2 separate regions of the Mus musculus genome follow, and region 1 is linked to region 2. Evidence: chromatin contacts called from public promoter capture Hi-C data. All regions are on one chromosome and are shown on one strand. Each heading gives the region's core, a stretch centred on a gene start, on an enhancer-like site or on the middle of the called end of the contact. The rest is flanking DNA. Distances are from core to core; before and after follow the strand shown. Region 1 holds the start of 8030423J24Rik (RIKEN cDNA 8030423J24 gene). Region 2 holds the start of Med10 (mediator complex subunit 10).

What was found. Promoter capture Hi-C pulls out the DNA fragments that hold promoters and counts their contacts.
Region 1: a promoter capture Hi-C map of liver shows a contact between it and region 2, with 2.8 times the contacts expected there. The contact joins the promoter of 8030423J24Rik here to the promoter of Med10 in region 2. A contact is called at or near these places in 2 of 39 promoter capture datasets (both in liver) and 1 of 115 datasets of contacts at active chromatin or transcription factors (stem cell-derived neural progenitor cells).

Annotation. Positions count from the first base shown.
Region 1 is chr13:70,881,085-70,885,031 of GRCm38.p6, forward strand. 8030423J24Rik (RIKEN cDNA 8030423J24 gene) reads left to right here and starts at 1,864. Exons shown (of 3, transcript NR_157373.1): 1 at 1,864-1,962; 2 at 2,315-2,443; 3 at 2,779-3,419.
Region 2 is chr13:69,807,941-69,811,624 of GRCm38.p6, forward strand. It overlaps Med10 (mediator complex subunit 10), which reads left to right and starts at 1,942. Exons shown (of 4, transcript NM_138596.2): 1 at 1,942-2,112; 2 at 3,667-3,684. The coding sequence starts at 1,991.

The sequences.
Region 1 (3,947 bases), core at 614-3,113, 1.1 Mb after region 2:
GACAGCTGGCAGCCTAGCTTAGGGGAGTAAACTTCCCAGTCTGGCAACTTGGGATGTTCCTTGCCCATGACTTCTTAGTCACCTTTCAGCTTAGGCCAGAGAAGTCTCATTGTCTGACACACATTTTATTGTATCACTTTTGTAGAGAAGTCTCTTTGTCGGACACATTTTATTGTATCACTTTTGTATCACTTACTTTGTCTGTGTGATTCCTTTGACTCCTAGAGTTTGGGAGTATGGAGGAAGCAGATGGATGCCCTTAAAATGTTGCATATTGTAACGAACCATTTTCTAAACCTACAGCTCAGCTATGTATACATTTTTTTTTTCTTTTTGTTCTTTGAGTTTCTAAGACAATTCGATCTGCTTTGGTAATATTTCAACCATCAAGTATGTGCAAGTTACATATTGAACTTGACATAAAGGAGAAAGTTTCTTGGCATTCTTGGATTGAATGGTTTCCCGTTAGCTGGATGAATCTAAAACCATCATTCACTTGAGACAGACACCTAGAGTTAAATGTAGAAAAGACTTTGGCAACGTGTTCGGTAGAGGGTGATTGTTTTGACTTTGGGTTAATGTTTAATAGTGTAGATAAGTCCGTTAATGCCATGGAACTTGAGTAAGGAAGTTTTATCTTCAAGTAACTTTGGAGAAACCATAGGAGCAATTAAGGATCTGGGTTTGGAAGAATGGTCCTCCACAGTCTCCTCCCGACAGGCCTAGAAGGACCTGGCCAGAGGTATGGAGTCTCTGCACAGGCCTTTTCATGGAGCAGGATCAGACACAGGCTGCTGACAGAGGAAGCAGGTTCATTGAGAGTCCATTTGCAAAGATTTCACCTCTGTTCTCAGGACTGAAACAAAACAGAAACCTATTCAGAGAAGCAGAGCAGGACACATTTATACTACAGGTGTAAGCCTAGATCTGCAGTCTTCAGTTTTTCCGAGTAACTGAAACTCAAAACACACTGTTCACCATTGCTAGGGCTTTCATGCAAAAGCCATTCTCGGATAGCATGGGTGTGCTGTACCCTGTATGGAGAAAACAATTGAAATTCCAACAGTTTGTTTATTTGTTTGGTAGCTAATTCATGATAGATTTCTTTTTTTAAGTGACATGGGGAGTTTGAGCTGGCAGTATCTGAAGCTAGCTGAGTACTATACAAAGAATCCTGGGTGGTACACGGTTCTCTGTAATGTTAAATTCTTGTCCCACGCACAGGAAAGCTCAAGGTAGACTGCAGATGCACAGTCACGGACTCTTAGTCAATACCAAGGGTCTCTTTTGAAAGGCTCTGGCTGTACAACTAAGTGAAGATCTCTCCCACTGATTAAGTCTGCAAATAGCATAAGGTGACACAACAGCTCTGTGAAGAATGCCAGCCCAGCAGGGCCACCAAGAACACCATCTATATCCCTCTACCTACATCTACATACTGTCTACAACCCCATAGATCTGCCCTTCCTTTCTCACCTTCTTCCTCCCTACACTCCTCTTCTTTTGTTCCTTCCCCCTCTTTTTCTAGCTGGCCTTGAACTCACTCTATGGCCAAAGATGACTTCGAACTTCTTATTCTTCTGCACCTACCTCTCTAATGCTTGGGTTGCTGCTGTGCATCATGGTGCCTGGTTTATTAGGTTCTAGGGGTCAAACCTATGGCTTTCTGCATGCCAGGCAACCTAGTCGCATCTCTATGCCCCTCCCTCAAATGTTTTCTGATGTCTAAGTTGCTGAAGTTTGGATAACAGCACCAACAAGTACTATATTCTCAAGGACAGCCTTTGATAAGACAGTGAATACCATGGATTAAAACAAAGAACAGAACGTGTAGGTAATCGTTTTGGGAAGCTTTGCATCAGTGTTCCATACTGTGACCCAAGGGCAGAACTCAAGTCAGTATTAACTGAGAGGCAAATGGTGGCTGTCTCCTGTTTGATGTGCAGGCCTGGAAACCACCAGGTATTAGCTTAATAATTGCAGCTTACCCTTTGTCCACATTGCCTGGTTGCTTGATTAAGGGTGAGCGGTAGAGCTCTTCTTCCAGGCTTGGCTTTATCCTCCCAATGGATTCTTTCTGGTTCAAATCTTATTGCCAAGACTCCTGCCCCCAATTTTAGTAACTATACCAATGCTCTGGTAGGGATCAGGGCTTCTGACAGACATGGGTTGATAGCTAGTAATGTCAGGGCACAGAGGACAGACAGCCTTTCAGTGCATCCTCTCTTTTGCTGAAAGGAAGGCAGTTAGCTGTGGTTCTTCTGCAAGAGGCCAGAGCCTCCCCAGTTGTATCACTTTCTCTGCTGATCTGAAGGAAAGGCTTCTGTGAGAATGGAGTGAAATGGTGGAGAGAAGCAAGCGTTCATGGCTTCACCTGCCATCCCCTGAGGAATGCTGGCTCCGAAGCACACTGCAAGGCCCCTCAGGCAGCCTCAGTACCGAGGTGAGCACTTCTCCCTGCTACTTGTCCTTATGTTATATGTCTGTTTGTATGCTTTTAAATACCCCAATTTCTTAGAGAAGCTTTTGGATAATTCTACCTTGCAACCATCATCAAGGAAAATCAATCCAATGGCAATAAATAAATCAAGAGACAGAACAGTAGGTAGAAAGAGTTGTGTCTTCCAATACACATATACTTACAAGTATCTAAATATATGTTCGCCTCTGTGTGGACATACACACACACACACCATAGGTCCTTGAAACTCATCCTGGACTGCTTCGATGGCTGGATACTGAATGTTTGGTGAGGTGATCTATGTGTTTCCTTCGCAGACTTCCTCTCCGACTTCCGATTGCACCATGAGCAGCATTGTGGCCCATCTCCCTGTTGGCGTTCTAGCGGTGTCTGGGAGAGCCACGCACCTGCATGTGTTGTGCCAGAGGAAGAAGATTTCTATGATGGTCAACACCTGTCCCTCGCTGCTGTAAGCCCTGCCATGAGGGAAACTCACACACAGGCTGATGAACTGAGCAGAGACAATGAGAGCATGAGAAGAGAGCAGATGCCCTGGGAAGGCTCCAGCTGCCGGAGCTTCTCATTGGCGGACAGCCAGCTGCAGAGAAGGAGCAGATACTCAGTGCTGACACAGAGCTGCAGAAGGTTGCCATCGGAAAGTCATTGTATTTTTAGCAGGTTCCAAAATAGATAGCAACCATAGTTCAAATTCCTGTCTAATCCTTTGCCAGCTGTTTGAACAATCTAAAGTTTAAGATCTTACTATTCTTACCAGTTGCTTTGCAACTTAGGATGAAAACCGTGAGGTTAGGGATACAAACTACACAGTAGCATACACAATGCTGATTACTGCAGCCAAGAAAATTAACACGGAGCTCTTTGTGTGTTTGTATGGTAAGAATATTTAAAACGCATTCTTTCATCAAATTACTTGCATACAATGAAGCACTTCTTTTCCAGTTTATGTGCATGTACACATTTATTATCTATGAGGCATAAATATGTGCTTTTTGACTGTCACAGAAATACAAATTCAAGCTTGGAGGAGGAAGTTGAAGCCATTTCCTTCAGCACAAGTGCTATTTCTGGGACCCGCCTGGCAGGATTCCAAGTTAGGGGAAGGGGTCACACTTCTCCCTAGAGCCACCACACAGCAGAGAAGCTGAGGGCATCCTGCTGTTCAGCTATCTTGGGCTTTAAGACTGCTCAGTGGTGGACCTGTCTGGATGCCCTTTGAAGCTGAAGTTCACTGTGAACACAAGCTGGTCCTTATACAGCTTTCCCACCGAGTCTGTTTCTACAGAAGCATGGGAATTTGTATGTGTTCCTTTTCTGACAAATCACTTTTCTCAATAGTTTTTGAAACTTGGATCCAGAACCTGTGGTTATCCAGTTTTCCCCTCACAAGTAACTCCTATGACACGTCTTTAGGTGTTTCTGGGGTGAGCTGGCCAGTTGGAAGTCAGGGTGCTTGTCACTAGAGAGG
Region 2 (3,684 bases), core at 692-3,191:
TAAGTTCTGTGACTCTAGAGAACTCTAACTAATACACTGGGTCACACCTACTAACAGCTTATAAGACATGGAAGAAAAATTTTGCCTGCTTGCCTTCACTCTCTCTGGCAAGTTCATCTCTCCTGTTGCCGGAGCCCATACTAAATCCAATGACCTTCAGATCCCAATGAAGACCATACCCTGATAGCTCTCCAGGAATCTCCCAGGAGTCCAGCAACAGATTGGGGGCGCAGAAACATGCAGCTCCGCGGAATGAACAGCAACTGGATTCTCAGTTTTTCCACCATGAATCAGCCATTGCTATATCACCCCTGACACACCCTGTCAGACACTCTAACACCACATATATAAAACTAAATATACATGCATTCAACATATCAGTTCTGGGCATTTGGAGAGCTGGGATGGCTAGTCTTGGTGGTCAACTTGACTACATATGGAATGAACAGGAATCCAGAAATAGAGGGTGTGTCTGTTAGGGACGTTTTTGCTTGGTTTGAAGTGGGTGGATCCATTTCTGCTCTGAACCTTTAAGATAAAAAGACATACACCTTTGATCTGGATAGTGAGGTGGGGAGGTGCAACTTTAATCTGGGCCACACCTTCTGCTGGAAGCCTATATAAGGACATGGAAGAAGGAAGCTTTTGTTCTTTGCCTGCTTGCCCTTGCCTTGCTAGCACATCCATTCCTTCACTGACATTAAAGTCTGATTCTTTGGGATTCCAGTGTATACTGAAGACCAGCAAAGACCAGCTGAGACATCCAGTGTCACGGACTGAACTGAGCAACTACTGGATTCTTGGACTCTCTGTTCACTGCCATCCACCATTGGAATAGCTGGACGGCAGCCTATAAGTTATTCTAATAAATTCATATTACGTGTGCGCTCTCTCTCTCTCTCTCTCTCTCTCTCTCTCTCTCTCTAAGTTCTGTTAGTCTAACACAGAGAACCTGTATACATCCCTTGGCATCCCCATTCTCCCTATTTGTCTCTCTCACTTGTCCCCTTGTCTCTCCTTTCATGAAGGTTGAAAGACTTACTTATATTTCTTCTTTTTGTCCTTCAGGACTGGTTTTCATATCAAATTCACCACCCCTTTTAATTGAATTGTGAAATGTTCCTTTTCTAGCACTTAAAAGTGTCTGCAGAAGTTTGAAATAATTTGTTCTTTAATGTTTGATTAATTTAAAAAGTGAGTTGAAAAGTACCTAGGGCTTAGGTATTTCCTTCTTTCCTTCCTCCCTCCCTCCCTCCCTCCCTTTTTTCCTTCTCTCTTTCCTTCTTTCTTTTCTTTTTGAAAGTGATTGTTGTCTCCTGGCCAGTTTTAAAAAGCATGGCTCTATTTTGACTTTCCCACTTAAATACATTTTCTTATTATGTATTGTGTGTCTGTGTATGCCGTGTGTGGGCATACCTGTGACACAGTACCTGTCTGGAGGTCAGAGGGCAGCTTATAGAATTCTGTTCTCTCCTCCTGCCATGTAGGATTCTGGAGACCAAACTCAGGTTGTCGGGGTTAGCAGCAAGCGTCTTCACCCACTGAACCATTTCACTGGGCCCAGATAATTATCTTTTAAAGAAAATTGCTTACATCTCGCAAGCTTTCCAGATTATGAACATACAAGGTCCACTGTATCTAAATTCTTGTCCTTCAATCTAGCTTTCTTTACTTCCCTGATGAGACTTGTTTTTTCTTTACTGAGAAAAGCTAGGTACCAGCTAAGAGTTTTCATTTTTGCCCCTTTACACATGCCTTTGCTGTGTTTTCCAGGTTAACATTTCCCACACACACAGTTCAGAAGCTTCCAAGCGGGTTTTCCCTTCAAAGGCTTACCCCGTCTCTTGCCCCGCCCATAGCGCCCGGGCCCCGCCCCCAGGAGGCCCCGCCCCCGAGGAAACGGATGTGGGCTTCCGGAAGCCGGAAGCGGGCGAGCACTGTGGACCCGGAGTCGCTCGGAGCTGAGGCTAAGAGGCGGGCGGAGCCGGCGATGGCGGAGAAGTTTGACCATCTGGAGGAGCACCTGGAGAAGTTCGTGGAGAACATTCGGCAGCTCGGCATCATCGTCAGCGACTTCCAGCCCAGCAGCCAGGCGGGGCTGAGCCAGAAGCTGTGAGTGACGGCCCGGCAGGGCTCGGCGCGTCTGTGCGAAGCCCCTGCCCGCCGGCCTTGGGGACCCCACTGGGGCTCTAACGTTCATCCCGGGTCCCCGAGGGGAGGCCGGTTCTATCCTGACCGGACCTCACAGGGGAGGCGAGTTCCGTCCTGACCGGGGCGGACGGGCTCCATCCTGACCCCACTGGAGGCCGGTTCCACCCTGACTCCACTGGGAAGGAGGATCTGACCGCACAGGAGAGGAGGCTCAGTCATGACCCCGCTGGGATAGAGGTAGCTCTAGGTCCATCCTGGCCGGACGTGGAAGGCCGGTTCCACCCTGACCCCATAGGGGAGGAGGATCCCTCCTGACCCCACAGGGGAGGCTGGCACCACTCTGACCCTACAGGACAGTCTGGGACTACCCTGATGCCGTAAGGGGAGGTAGGCACCACGGACACTCCACCCCACCCCACCGCACTGGGGAGGTTGACTTCACACCTCAGGGGGGCCCTGAGCCACCTGCTGCATAGGCCTCGCTGTGGAAGAAGGCCACCACAGAGGGTTGATTTCTTGACAGTATCTTGTGTAGGCCTTGGAATGGCCTACAGGGAAACAACACAGTGTTCAGGAGAAGGCCTCACCGCTTATATATGGGACACTTTCCAGGGATCTGGAGTGGTTCTGGAGGGAGCCGAGGTTCAACCCACTAGGGATGGGCTTTTTCCTTGCTGACTGTGGGTACTGCACTTAAACTGGAGCCCACTTCTCCACGCTGTCTACCCTGAAACTCCATTCAGTGACATGCACTCCAGAAAGCTCTGCTCTCTCTTCACCTCCTTTCTGAGTTTAGAAGGGAAAAATTAAGCATCTGAACATATTTTGTAAGTCCAAAGGTGTCCCCAGAATCCCGTGGCAATTAAGGGTTCAGGTGTGTGCAGCATTAGGGAGGAAGAAGCCTGTTAAGGTAGCTAGCGCCAGTCTCCCGACTTCCCTCTGATCCCAGCCACTGAGCTGCCTTGGTGCTGGTGCTCCTGGGTTAGGAAGGTAACATGAAGGTACAGGCAGAGCAGACAGGTAGTCAGGTTCATCTGGGAGAAGGAAGCCAGCATAGCCCTAGCTGAGACACGGCCAGTCCTGCCTCTAGTGTCTGGACCTGGAAGCCGCCTCTCTGTGTTCCCACCCAGGGGAGACCCTTTTCTGGAATGAGAGACTGCCCAAGAAACCATCTCTACCCACAGTTCAGTCTCTTAAAGCTGGGTACAGGATTGTGTCTCACTTGGGATGTTTACTAAGGTATAGAGTTGTGGTCTTGCCCCTCAAGGAGGGCTTTGTGGGATGGGAACAAGCTGGCGCATTGCCTAGACCAGAGCCTGCTGTGACTGGCCTTGTTCTCTTATCCAGTTCCCGTGGCTATCTCATACCCAGCTGCCACCTCAGTTATCTGCCCCGGTGTCCTTGACCTTGGCCGTTTTAACCCTCAGGAATTGAAGCACAGTGGCCAGTGCCGTGTAGGGGTGTGCTGTGCTGTCCTCTGAACTAACCACGTACCCCACTCTGCCTTTTTCCCAGAAACTTTATTGTTACGGG